Linked DNA regions of Mus musculus: regions 1 and 2 are each linked to region 3. The links are chromatin contacts, called in public HiChIP or PLAC-seq maps. All regions are on one chromosome and are shown on one strand. Each heading gives the region's core, a stretch centred on a gene start, on an enhancer-like site or on the middle of the called end of the contact. The rest is flanking DNA. Distances are from core to core; before and after follow the strand shown. Region 1 has its middle 44 kb from the start of Gm39667. Region 2 has its middle 14 kb from the start of Gm38673. Region 3 holds the start of Wdfy1 (WD repeat and FYVE domain containing 1).

Region 1 (4,646 bases), core at 1,187-3,686, 620 kb before region 3:
GGTCTTAAATACCAACAAAAACAACGGAAAGCACACTTACACATGGAAGCTGAACAACACTACTCAATGATAACTTGGTAAAGGAAAAAATAAAAAGAAATTAAAGGTTTTTTTTTAGAATTTAATGAAAATGAAGACACATTATACCAAAACTTATGGAACACAGTGAAAACATTGCTAAGAGGAAAACTCATAGCTCTAAGTGCCTCCAAAAAGAAACTGAAGAGAGCTTACACTAGCAGCTTGACAGCACACCTGAAAGCTCTAGAACAAAAAGAAACAAATACACAGCAGGAAATAATCAAACTCCAAACTCCGGGCTGAAATCAACCAAGTAGAAACAAAAAGAACTATACAAAGATTCAACAAAACCAGAAGCTGGTTCTTTGAGAAAATCAACAAGATAGATAAATCCTTAGCCAGACTAAACCAGAGGGCACAGAGACAGTATCCAAATTAATGAAATCAGAAATGGAAAGGGAGACGTAACAACAAAATATGTCTTAAAATAATTATTCTGTTTGTTGAATATTAACAGTTGAAAATATTAAAATCATGTTCTACAAACATCAAAAAAAATAAATTTTATTAGGTTAAAGAGACCAGTTAAGAACACTAATTCCCAACACTCACATGGTGGCCCAGAAACACCTGCTACTCTAGTACCCAGTGGGTCCAATGCCCTCTCTAGCCTCCTCAGGGCACTAGGAATGCATGTGCTACAGATATACATGCAGACAAAACACACACACACACACACACACACATATATATATATATATATAAAATGAAGTTACACATTTTGTTATATGTAGTGTATGAGTGTATGGGGGTTTGTTTGTGTGTGTGAGTGTGTGTATGTGTAAAACTACCACAACACCCGTGTGAAGGTCAGAAAATAACCTGAGAGAGTCTGATTTCTCCATCTATCTGAGACTGTACTCAGGTAGTTTGGCAGCAAGAACCTTTACGCACTGTGACACCGAATCAGTTTTATAGGTCTACTTTCTTAATTGTGTTGTAGTAAAATTGCTGTTCTCTATATAACCATAGGACAATGAGGGATCATCATGGTACAAGCAACTCAAATGATATGCCTTCATGAAAAATGAGACGTGACTGTAAGAACACATATCCATCCCTTTCTTTCAATCCTACATCCCAGGTTTTGGTCTATGCCTTTTGATTTCTCACATTCATTATTTTAACATTGTGTTCTGTAGCCTCTTTTTTGTGTCTCATTACCTTAGAAACCCAGTATTCGGTAAGGATTATTCTTTTGTTTGTTTGTTTGTTTGTTTGTTTGGTGTGGTGATTGAATTATGCTTGGAGTAGGGTGTGGTTCTATGGGGAGGTGTGGCCTTGTTGGATTAGAGGTGTGTCACTGTGGAGGCGGGGCTTTGGGGAAATGTATATATACTCAAGCTCTGCCCAGGGTGAGACACAGTAGTCTCTCCTTGCTGCCTTACACTAGGGAGGTAGAGGAAAGCAGATATCTGATCTAGGCCAACCTGGTCTAGAAAGAGTCCCAGTGTAGCTGCGAATACACAGAAAAACCCTATCTCAGAAAGAAAGAATCCTCTTTCTCTCGTGTCTTAGTCCTCCTTCAGAGAAGATGGTGCTCCCCAGGTCAAGGCCGTCCGATGGTCACAGCTGGGAAACCCTGAAGGCGCTCCGCAACTCCAGCAAAGGCCGTCTGCACTACAACCAGGATGTTTTGGAAGAATGCAGATCTCTCCCCAAACTATCTTCTTACTCTGGATGGGTGGTAGATCACATTCTACCCAACACCTTACGCCACACTCAAGAGAATGGTCCTTCCTCGGATAACCCATCATCCTCTGGATCTGCTTCAGGCCTGTACCAATCCTCACTACTCAAGTCTCCTGTCAGAAGTACCCTACAATCACTCTCACCCTCAACATCGAATGGAACCCAGAACACACATGACTCCCGGTTCACAGAACCTATTGCACTTCAGTCCTCTCCAGCGATCAAAGTGGAAGGTTGTATCCGAATGTTCGAATCGGCATCTGGAATAAGAGCAACAGAGGGCCTGACGAAGTGGCAGGAGGAGCAAGAAAGGAAGGTGCAAGCCTTCTCAGAGATGGCATCCGAACAGCTAAAGAAGTTTGACGAGCTGAAGGAGTTGAAGATGAATAAGGAGTTACGGGACTTAGAGGAAGTGATGGAGAAGAGTATCAGAGAAGCCCTGGGTCATCAGGAGAAGCTGAAAGCTGAGCATCACCACAGAGCCAAGATTCTCAAGCTAATGCTTCAAGAGGCAGAGCAGCGGCAGCGTGAGAAGCAGGCAGAGCAGGAGCAGCTTCGAAAGGAGGAAGGCCAGGCCCGTCTGCGCAGCCTGTACACCCTGCAAGAGGAGGTCCTGCAGCTCAATCAGCAGCTGGATGCCTCCAGTCAACACAAAGACCTGCTGAATGTGGACCTGGCTGCCTTCCAGACCCAGGGCAACCAGCTGTGTAGCGTCATCTCCGGCATCATTTGCAGCACTTTGGAGAGTGGCATTCCCACGGCCGAGAACCAAGCTGAGGCCGAGCTGGCCCTGCAGGAAATGCAGGACCTCCTCTTGAGTTTGGAGCAGGAGATCACCAGAGCCTCTGAAGTGAAGAAGAAGAACGAGGAGGAAGAGGCCCAAGTCAAGCGGCAGGAGTCACAGATGCAGCAGGGGCCAGGAGTTCCCACCCAGAGCTCTGCACCCAGCCCAAGCCCAACAGGTTCGCAGAATGAAGACCTGCAGGGGAAGGTACAAGATAGTACACTGCAGTGGTACCAGCAACTTCAGGATGCTTCCGCCAAATGTGTGTTGGCCTTTGAGGACCTGACCAGCAGCAAGGACAGTCAGACGAAAAAGATAAGGACGGATTTGCGGAAGGCAGCCACCATTCCAGTGAGCCAGATCTCCGGCATCTCAGGTTCAAAGCTGAAGGAGGTCTTTGATAAGCTCCACAGTCTGCTCTCGGGAAAGCCTGTCCAATCTGGAGGGCGTTCCGTGTCTGTCACTCTTAACCCTCAGGGGCTGGACTTTGTCCAGTACAAACTGGCAGAGAAATTTGTGAAACAAGGGGAGAAGGAAGTGGCCTCTCACCACGAAGCGGCATTCCCCATTGCGGCGGTGGCTTCTGGTATCTGGATGCTCCACCCCAAAGTGGGAGACCTCATTCTTGCTCATCTCCACAAGAAGTGTCCATACTCCGTTCCTTTCTACCCAGCTTTCAAGGAAGGGATGGCTTTGGAGGATTATCAACGGATGCTTGGCTATCAAGTTGTGGATTCCAAGGTTGAGCGGCAGGAAAGCTTTCTGAAACGCATGTCTGGGATGATCCGTTTGTATGCCGCCATCATCCAGCTCCAGTGGCCATATGCAAACCGGCAGGAGGTTCATCCTCATGGCTTAAATCATGGCTGGCGCTGGTTGGCACAGATCTTAAACATGGAGCCTCTCTCAGGTGTAACAGCCACTCTCCTGTTTGACTTTTTGGAGGTGTGTGGGAACGCCCTCATGAAGCAGAACCAGGTCCAGTTCTGGAAGATGATACTTTTCATCCAAGAGGACTACTTGCCCAGAATTGAGGCCATCACGAGCTCAGGACAGATGGGCTCTTTCATACGTCTCAAGCAGTTCTTGGAGAAGTGTCTGCAACGCAGGGAGATTCCTGTCCCCAGAGGCTTTCTGACGCCCTCCTTCTGGTGCTCTTGATGTCCTTTGTCGCACTGTGTGGGAGGAGGGGCAACAATAAAACAACTGAGATAGCCGGTTTGAAAGAATCATGTCAGATTGAAAAAAATAAAATAAAATAAAATAAAATAAATGAGACTGTCTTGTTCCACACAGTATTTGTGAGGGCCAGTGAGACAAGAGGTTTGAAAGTACATCACAAATACTAAGACACTTTATACAAACAAACTAATGAACAAAGAAACCTTGTAAACTGTTTTGGCTGTATTATTTGTAACATCTGGAGAGTAGAAAGAATCGACTGCTGAATGTATGAGTAAAATGTAACACTTCAGAATATTATCTAAACATAAAAAGGAAGGGAGAGCTGATTTGTTGCTACATAGATGAAACTTGATTTTTTTTTTTTCTTTTTCTTTCCCTCCCCCCCCCCCCCCAAGACAGGATTTCTCTGTATAGCCCTGGCTGTCCTGGAGCTTACTCTGTAGACCAGGCTGGCCTTGAACTCAGAAATCTGCCTGCCTTTGCCTCCTGAGTGCTGGGATTAAAGGTGTGTGCCAGGCTAAATGAAATGAGAACATTACCCTAAGAGACATGCTGGAGCTGAGACGAAAGGATGGACCATCTAGAGACTGCCACACCTGGGGATCCATCCCATAATCAGCCTCCAAACGCTGACACCATAGCATACGCCAGCAAGATTTTGCTGAAAGGACCCAGATATAGCTGTCTCTTGTGAGGCTATGCCGGGACCTAGCAAACACAGAATTGGATGCTCACAGTCAGCTATTGGATGGAACACAGGGCCCCCAATGGAGGAGCTAGAGAAAGTACCCAAGGAGCTAAAGGGGTCTGCAGCCCTATAGGAGGAACAACAATATGAACTAACCAGTACCCCCGGAGCTTGTGTCTCTAGCTGCATATGTAGCAGAAGATTGCCTAGTCGGCC
Region 2 (4,510 bases), core at 805-3,304, 650 kb before region 3:
TCTGATGCCCTCCTTTCACCAGAGAAGAACGACAGTGTACACACACATATTAAATAAATAAATAAATAAATATTTTTTTAAAAATAAGATATTAACAAAGACACTTAGATGAGGAGCAGAGACTGGGCTATAATATCCTTTACACTGTCTTTCTGCTGCTATGGCTGTATAGTAATTTTATAAAATATCAGTGAAGGTCTAAAGCAAGCATGCTGGGAGAAACTGTGTAGTTTTGTAATCCAGCTCACTTCCTTTCCTTTCTCCCTTTACTGTCTCAGATCCCCCAGAAAGTGACCTTGAGATTGGGCTTCCTGTACAAGGGGTAGATTTAAATAGAGGTGGAAATGATTAGGAAAAATAAAGAAGAAGAAGAAGAAGAAGAAGAAGAAGAAGAAGAAGAAGAAGAAGAAGAAGAAGAAGAAGAAGAAGAAGAAGAAGAAGAAGAAGAAGAACTAGAGAAGGAAACCAATTAAGGTACAATTTCAGGCAGAGACCTGTGGGGTGGGGCTGTAATTTCAGCCTGATCCTGCTGGGGAGCTCTGGAGTGTAGGTAACAGGTCAGTTACTCCTGTTGGAGCCAAGGTGATTCATTTTTTTTTCAGATTCTTGCTTTTTTATTATAGTCCAAAGGGTATTGAGTTCTATAAACAGGCAAAATTCTCTAGTACCTCTAGGGTGGTACTCTGCGAAGACAAAATATGTTGGGCACAAAAGAACACAGAGGGAAAAGAAGATTCAGAAACAGTGTAATACAAAAGAATATTTTAGCAGATCCCAGTATTATCCACTGCACCCACCAGACTTTTCTATCATCATCAGCTTCTGTAAAGACAGTTCTTAAAGTCATACTTGAAGCATTGTGGAGAGAAGCTAGCTTTTGCATTGATCAAATACTGTTCTTAATTTTCTACAGTAAGTTTAATACCTGCTCTTCGGCAATACTAAAATGCCAATACTCTAAACTTATTGAAATGTCCGCGGTCATCTGGACTTCAGAAATTCAACAGGAACACTACAACAAAAATCTAGATGCTTCCATAGCTGCCTCTTCTGACTACTGAGGTCAGGAATGTTGAAAAGCTTCTAAAGCTATTCCAGGGCCTGTCTCCAAGTCTCAGGATTCTCTGGGGTCTTAGATCGTTCATTCCCACCTGTACTGGCTAGTTTTGTGTCAACTTGACACAGCTGGAGTTATCACAGAGAAAGGAGCTTCAATTGAGGAAGTGCCTCCATGAGATCCAACTGCAAGGCATTTTCTCAATTAGTGATGGGGGGGGGGGAGGCCCCTTGTGGGTGGGACCATCCCTGGGCTGGCAGTCTTGGTTCTATAAGAGAGCAGGCTGAGCAAGCCAGGGAAAGCAAGCCAGTAAGTAATATCCCTCCATGGCCTCTGCATCAGCTCCTGCTTCTTGACCTGCTTAAGTTCCAGTCCTGACTTCCTTGGTGATGAACAGCAGTATGGAAGTGTAAGCCGAATAAACCCTTTCTTCCCCAACTTGTTTCTTGGTCATGATGTTTGTGCAGGAATAGAAACCCTGACTAAGACACCACCTAATTTATGAGTGAAGAATATTTTTACATCATATTCTACCTCAGCCTTAAATATTTTGTATATACGAAAAGGCATGTGTTTCGAGCATCACAGTACACTGTACATTTACCATGTGCCAAAAACTACAAGCATATTTTAAATCTTGCCACGCTCGACTGTGACCTGAGGTATGATAAATGTAAGGTTACATATATCCATAAACTTTCCTAAGTCAATGATCAGTTTCTCCTCTCTTGTTGAAGAGCTCATATTTTGTGCATAACACCCTCTTTCAAGCATTATACTCTATAGCAAGAAGAGCAGAAAAAGCACAAGGTGGACTAAGGAGGCCAAACAACAATTTGGGCAATTCTTTGAAAAGCTTTCTTTCTGGAGATAAGTCTTGTTTCGATGATGGGAGACAAATTCACCGTGACAATTGCCATCTCCTGAAAAAGCAGAAAGACATTTGCAGAAGTGGGGAGCAAACATCAGATGAGAGTTTCAGATCTCCACTCAGAAGGAAGTCGTGCCTAGAAAAAGAATAGCTCCTTAGAGTTAACAGCCTTAGATGTGAGTGCCAGAGGCTTTCAAGCTGACTTTTCAAAGCCAGAAGCTTATAGCAACAAATCCTAAGAAGCAGAGGCTCGTGGATCTAGGTTCTGAAAACCCTGAGGCTTAGAAGCCTAAAGCAGCCGTTCTCAACCTGTGGGTCCCAACCCTCACAGGAATTACATACCAGATATTCTGAGTCTCAGATAGTTACATTATGATTCCCAACAGTAACAAAACTACAGTTATGAAGTAGCAACAAAAATAATTTTATGGTTGGGGAGGGCAACCCAACATGAGGAACTGTCTTAAAGTGTCACAGCATTTGCAAGGTTGAGAACTACGGCTCTAGATTCTCGAGTCTAGACCTTGAGTTCCAATGGCTCAGTACCCAGCAACTAGAATGACAGTTCTGAGCTCTGAGGGTCAGGTCCTTATCTCTTGGCTCTGCTGGGTGACTCGGAAGCTCTATGCAGCTCTTCTAGCAGCTGGAGTTTGCAATTCCTCTGTAACCTTTCCCTTCTCAGCACTTCCACAGTGGTTCATCATCTCCATAAGCTCTGCTTCCCAAGGCTCTCTAGACCTCTTCAGTCACCCTCTAGATCTGTGGCTCTCAATCTTCCTAATGCTGCTACCCTTTAATGCAGATCTCCATGTTATGGTGACCCCCACCCATAAAATTATTTTCATTGCTACTTCATAACTGTAATTTTATTACTGTTAGGTAAATAAATATCTCTGTTTTCTGATGGTCTTAGGCAACCCCTGGGAAAGAGTCATTCAACACACCTCAAAGGAGTCTTGACCCACAGGTTCAGAACCAGGGCAGTAAATGCTACTGCTTGGTGTGCACGGGGCTGGCAACCAAAAAAAAAAAAAATCACCCACTGGTCTTCTTTAAATAAAGATCAGAAACAGGCAATAAAAAACATTCACAAGAGACTTTATTGTGATCTAATTTGCAACATGTTGGGAAGCATAACCAAATAGCAGTCAGGAAAGGAAGTTTCCCCAAATAACCCAAGATGAAATACACCACCACTTACTATATGCCAGTCAGTCACCTGTATATAGGAGCCATTATGGGTCAGGAAGGTGCTTCTCCAACACCTTCTGGAGACTGCTCTAAGGAGATCCAGGCTCATCTGGAGTGCTGCACATAGTTATCCTGAGGTCATCTCAAGCTGCTCTGCACTGTGAGCAAAATGAAACCTTTGTTCCTGCAAGAAAACTGAAGCAGGTGGCCCCAAGGCCAACGCTGTCAAAGAAACAAAGCCTTAGCTACACAGGTGGCTGCTACAGCCACAGAGATTTCCTGAAGTCTTCTCTGGTGTCTGTGGTTTGAAGTTCTCTGGAACAGCTTAACAATTCATGATAAGTTGTTGCTGCCATGATAAGAAATGGCCGGTTGACTGACAACTACAGCATCCCCATGAAAATGGAGCCTTCAGATTGTGCCCAGCTTTCAGGAGCCTAAGCGATACTGATCCTCTAGTACCTCACAGTACTCCTAGACTCAGTACCTGCAGAAAAGGGCAGCAACAGTCCCTTTGGCCTCCACTTGCCTTAAGATAATCATTGCTTAGGGGTAGATACTCCCTGAACTGTCAAGCACAGTGTTTCTTTTCATCCTCATTTTTATATTAATATCATAGTCATAGCATATCTGTTGTCGCAATGTCCCTAAGTGGCAGGAATAGAAGGTGGACATTCCTTCCTTTAAAAAGTAAAATTAGTAAGAACAGTCCATAGATGTCACTCCTACCAATCCTCTTCAATTTCAAAGTTAAAGTTTTCTGGAATTGACTTGGCTTTCTCTCTCTCTCTCTCTCTCTCTCAAACAGGCTCTGCAGTACTCACAGAAAGTTTGAAACATTTTTCTTTTTTTCATTGCACTAAAAATCAAATCACACACTTTAATATAATTGTATATTAAATCTACTTATGATTTTATAAAAATATTTGAGTATAATCAAAACTCTATTTATAGTCCTTGTAATATATATTTGGTTATGCAATATGTTTTCTATAATATTTATTTATAATTATTTATGTATAATGTATAATTTGTAACATTAGAAATGTAATTTAATATAAAATTGTCACATGCATTGCTTTATATCTTATTGGTAAGATATTATCTATATGTATAAAAACAGTTAGCTGCTAGGCAGACCAAATGTCACCAAGTTTACATGTGTTGTCTTGGTGCCTCTCACAGGGTGAGCAGTGAGTGAGCAAACCTCTTCCACTTGCTCCAGAGACCTGAGGAGCTCTTCTGAGACTGGTGCTGAATTATGAATCTATCCTCGAGCCTGCTTTCATTCTTCAAACTTCCCTACAATATCCATCTTATATCCAAAGTTATCCGGTTGCTCTCCTGAAAGTCCCCCAACCATAACCATAAGAAAGAGATCTGCCATCCAA
Region 3 (4,291 bases), core at 911-3,410:
TTAGGCAGGAATAATTGTTAGTAGTAGAGGGCTGGTCAAGCCCCACTCAGGCCAAGCTCTGGAGACAGTGTTGAGTAGCAATGTGTCCTGAGGGTCAGTCGGATCTTTGTGTTTCTGTCTTGATTAGTTGTAAAATACAAGATGTCCTACAAAAGACATGGCTGGCACCTGGGGCCTATCAGCAGCTGAAGCAGAACCGGAAGCACCCAAAGGCTAGAGACTGTGGTCATATTTCTTCACTGAAGGTGGCTCTCTCTGGTCATCTATGCGTTCTCCACACCAGTAGCTCGAATTCTAACTCTGTCTGAGCTACCTCTCGTTCCTCTGTTTTCTTCACTACACCCGAAATTATCTAGTGTAGGATATGATCTAATTTATTTCACTTATTATTTGTTTTCTTCAGTGGAATGTCAGCCCTTTCTCTGTCCTGTCTGATTCTGTTATTACTGTAGCTAGAATTCTGTGTTCTGTGACACATGAACAAATGTCTAAGTACCCCAGATAGGGAATCAACAACACTCTAGAGATGCCACTAAAATCCAGTTTGGTGAACCAGTGAGTTTTATCAGGGTTACTTACAAGAGCATATAGGTAAGGGGTTATTTTCAGGAGCAGAAACGACCCAGAAGACAGTTATATCACCCCAGAGTTCACTTGAGCACAGGTGACAGCTCATGAAAGCTGGAAATCCGGAGCACAATGCACAGCCTGCAAACAGCTTCACAGGTTGGAGAGTGTCATCCTTAGGCAGTTGCCATGTGCTCTTCTAGGACACACAGCCAGCCTCTGCTTCTTCTAGGCACGGCCTTGCCTGATCTCGATTTCTTCCAGGCAGCCAAATAAGTCTGGGCTCCTCCCACGCAGCTGGAAGCTCAGCTTATCTGTCAGTCTCTCAGTCATTTTTATACTTCTACATGCTTAGGGAGGGGCCTAGACTATCCGGTCAGTTTCAGGAACTTCCTCAAGCTATTTTGAGTTGTTCACTTTCGGAGCACCAGAAGCTTCCCCGAGGCAGCAAAGTTTCACCTTCTCTTCGAACACCCTGTGAGCACCCTCTGTCTTACTGAGCTTCCCTCTCAGATGAACTCTTTTAACCTCAGAGAAAACTGCTACCCAACACTCAGAACCTTGTACTTTCTAAGTAAGAATTTTCCCGCTGGATTAGTTACCTTTTTCACTGCTGTGAAGCAAACTACCAGACTAAAGGCAACTGAAGGAAGGAAGGAAGGAAGGGGTTATTTTAGTTCAGGGTTTGTGGGTCAAGAACCCGTGGTTTGTGTGTACTGCAGTTTGGGTAATAGTAGTAACAGCGTGTGTGGGATGAAGGGCTGAAAAGGGAGCTGTGTGAAATTCTGACTGGGTTTCTCGATTATGGCCCTTAAAACATACTATCAGTGTCGTCCAGCCAAAACCCATCAGGAATTCACCTGCAGTTGGACAAGTGAGGTTGGCTGTGTGTTAGCAGAGGGTGCCTCGTGGAGAGGGAGCCATTTGGCATCTGGGTAACACAGCAACTGAAGGATAAGGGTTGGTGCTGGGTGATTTGGAGAAGGTTTAAGGAAAAAGAGCTTTTCTTCGGACAGGAAGTTGGCAGGAAATGGTGGTGTTGAGGGGCGGGCTGAGGTAAATAAAAAATTGTATATTCTAACTGGAGGAGAAAGCTGTAACTGGGGGTGGGGGTGGGGAGATAGTCACAATCTCCTGAACAGAAAAGTGTCCCATTGTGGTAGTTTGCACAATGTTAACAATCATAGAGTAGAATTATGCACAGGCTATGAGCGTTTGGATGATGGTACCAGTCGCAGCTCCCAGGGGGAGCTGCTTGTGAGTTTTTTTTTTTTTTCCACCTTTTAACAAGCCTGAAATTGGGGTGTGTCTTTCAAACAATGGCTTCTTAGGGTGGATGCGGTGCGATACTGTTTGAGGGGCAGGTGCTTGTGTTCTGCTACTGCTCAGCTCAATCCGTTTCCGGGAGAATTATTTGGCTTTTTAACCTTCACCAAGATCCTGTTTTTTGTTGTTGTTTTTGTTTTTGTTTTTTTAGGGTTCCTTCCGGGGTCACAGAATTATAACTGTGCGGCTTCACCAAGTACTACGGGAATCTGCGGCAGTGCTCGCGAGCTTACGGCGGCGTGGAGCACACGCGGCTGGGTTGCCCTAAGCAACCGGCGCGTCCCCGCCCGGCGGTCAGCTGATGGGCCGCCCGCGGGGGAGGCCGCGGCTCGAACATGGCGGCGGAGATCCACTCCAGGCCTCAGAGCAGCCGCCCGGTGCTGCTGAGCAAGATAGAGGGCCACCAGGACGCCGTCACCGCCGCGCTGCTCATCCCCAAGGAGGACGGCGTGATCACCGCTAGCGAGGACAGGTAGAGTCTGGGAGCACGCGGGGGCCGGGGCGTGAGGTGGTGACGACCACGAGGCGTGGGGATCGTGGGGTCCGCGATTCTGCCTCCCTTCTTGTTGTCACCCCGGACGGAGCGGCCACCCTCTCTCCCACGTCCCCGTAGTCCACCGAGATCCTGGTGCCGTCAGGCGGATCTGTCTTACTCCCCTAGTCTGGGACCTATCCCCCTCCGCGCGCCTTTAGTCTTGGGAACCCCAACAGCCCCAGACCGTCCCACTGCGCCCTTTCAGTCCGGAATCAGGTTCTCCAGCGCCCCCTTTATCACGGGACCCCGACCCAGACCCACAGACTCTTCTGTCCCTGGACCCCGTCCTATAGCACCATAAACCACTGACCAACCCTCCAGATCCCCTCCAGTCTCGGGACCCTGTTCCACAATTCATCTCCAGTCTGGGACCCTGATCCACAGGGCTCATCCCACTCAGGACCCACCCATTCTGGGACCCTGGACCTCACACGACCTCTCTAGTCCAAAGTCTTTCTTCAAAGGTCTTTAGTTCCGGACCTTCGCCACACCCTTCTAACCTGGGACCTAGTCCCTCCATCTCCCCATCCTGACAGAACCCCTGTTCCCACCGCTGGCTTGCAGTCCAGGGTTCCCAGTGCACACCCCTGCGAGTCGGTACTCCAGTCCTAGCTTCTAGCTAGCCTCTTGCCCCCGTTGCCGTCCTGTCCCGTGGTGCTGCTCCAACCTTTGCCTCCTGTGTCTTCCTGGCTGGGGCTTACCTGGTGCTCCAGAGTTCCTGTGTTCTCCTGGGACCGTTCCAAGTCCCAGAGGACTAGTAGCTAATTACCTTGGGACCTGGTGCGGCTGTTTATTCCTTACATGGAACCCCACGGGCATTCACCTCTTCCTTCTAATTTGTTTGGGGGCTGAGGTTAGGTTGTATACTTTCCTGTGCTTCTCCTGGCTTCAGGGTCAGTTGTTTGTTTGTTTGTTTGAACCATAGCTGCTAGAACTATCTGAACTCTTACTGACCAAAGAGTTTTCGATTTTTGTACAAAAAGTGATTAGTTAGTTCTTTAAAAGTCCAGATGCACTTATTTTAAAAGGAAAATTTATTTACAAATAAGTAATTTTATTTACAAGTAATTTAGCCCCACAAGTAGGAAACAGAAGGTCATTTACCACAAGACTAAAACAAGCCGTTATCAATGTTCCTATGTAGTTCTGCCGGTGGTCACTTGCCACACTTCAGAAAAGATTCATTTGGTCCAGTGACTTCATTTTACTCAAGAGGGAACCGGAACCACGAAGTGTTACTAGTTTCTCTGCGTCGTCCAGGAGTACTGAGGAAACATGGAACCCAGGACTTGTCATTTGCCCTCTGACTCTCAAGGCAGTATAAAGTGATTGGAGAAATAGCCCATGTTTTAAAATTGTAGCAAGTTTGAAACCTTAAAGGGTTAAAAAGGAGGTTGAGGGAAACAGTTTACTTGTCTTAAGAAGTGATAGGCCCAAACTGGAAGGGCTTTGGCCAGCACATCTACCTTTCTCTCTAAGCTGGAGGCAGAGGCCAGCCTTTTGTGTGGGTGAAAAGGAGGGCTGCCCTGTATGGGAAAGGGAAACTTGAAGCCCCCAGCTCCGGGCTGGGCCTTTGTGTTTGGCTTTTGAAGGAGCTTAGTTGGGGCCTTGTTTTCAGGTAGTGAGCTTGTTTTGTTCCTCCGGTTTACCTGTAACTGAGCTGGAGGTGGTGTGGGACTGCTAGTATCCTTGTCTGGCTGTGTGAAACAGAAGTGGTCAGGGGAGAGTGGGAACCTGAGACTGGAGAGAAGGGAATGTAAGCCAGGCAAATAGCAGAATAGTGGTATTTGTGTGATGCAAACAGAATTTAGACAACAGCTTATTAGAGTCAGCCAGCTTTATTTGGTAAAATATTTGATTTGT

What was found. HiChIP or PLAC-seq counts read pairs in DNA pulled down with a chosen protein or histone mark.
Region 1: an H3K4me3 HiChIP or PLAC-seq map of bone marrow-derived macrophages shows a contact between it and region 3, with 4 times the contacts expected there. The contact joins the enhancer-like site here to the promoter of Wdfy1 in region 3. A contact is called at or near these places in 2 of 39 promoter capture datasets (the 3T3-L1 cell line and hippocampal neurons), 1 of 484 Hi-C or Micro-C datasets (cortical neurons) and 1 of 115 datasets of contacts at active chromatin or transcription factors (bone marrow-derived macrophages).
Region 2: an H3K4me3 HiChIP or PLAC-seq map of bone marrow-derived macrophages shows a contact between it and region 3, with 6 times the contacts expected there. The contact joins the enhancer-like site here to the promoter of Wdfy1 in region 3. A contact is called at or near these places in 5 of 115 datasets of contacts at active chromatin or transcription factors (acute myeloid leukemia, astrocytes, bone marrow-derived macrophages and 2 more).

What each region holds. Positions count from the first base shown.
Region 1 is chr1:80,382,176-80,386,821 of GRCm38.p6, reverse strand. It overlaps the pseudogene Gm6189. Among named protein-coding and RNA genes, the nearest start is that of Gm39667, 44 kb to the right of the region's middle. Within about 2 kb of position 2,436, at least 59 of the 459 cell types and tissues checked have an H3K27ac peak or open chromatin away from gene starts, as enhancers often do. A contact at or near this core is called in bone marrow-derived macrophages, where this site is marked.
Region 2 is chr1:80,411,550-80,416,059 of GRCm38.p6, reverse strand. No RefSeq gene overlaps it. Among named protein-coding and RNA genes, the nearest start is that of Gm38673, 14 kb to the left of the region's middle. Within about 2 kb of position 2,054, at least 12 of the 459 cell types and tissues checked have an H3K27ac peak or open chromatin away from gene starts, as enhancers often do. A contact at or near this core is called in bone marrow-derived macrophages, where this site is marked.
Region 3 is chr1:79,759,638-79,763,928 of GRCm38.p6, reverse strand. It overlaps Wdfy1 (WD repeat and FYVE domain containing 1), which reads left to right and starts at 2,160. Exons shown (of 12, transcript NM_001111279.1): 1 at 2,160-2,365. The coding sequence starts at 2,229.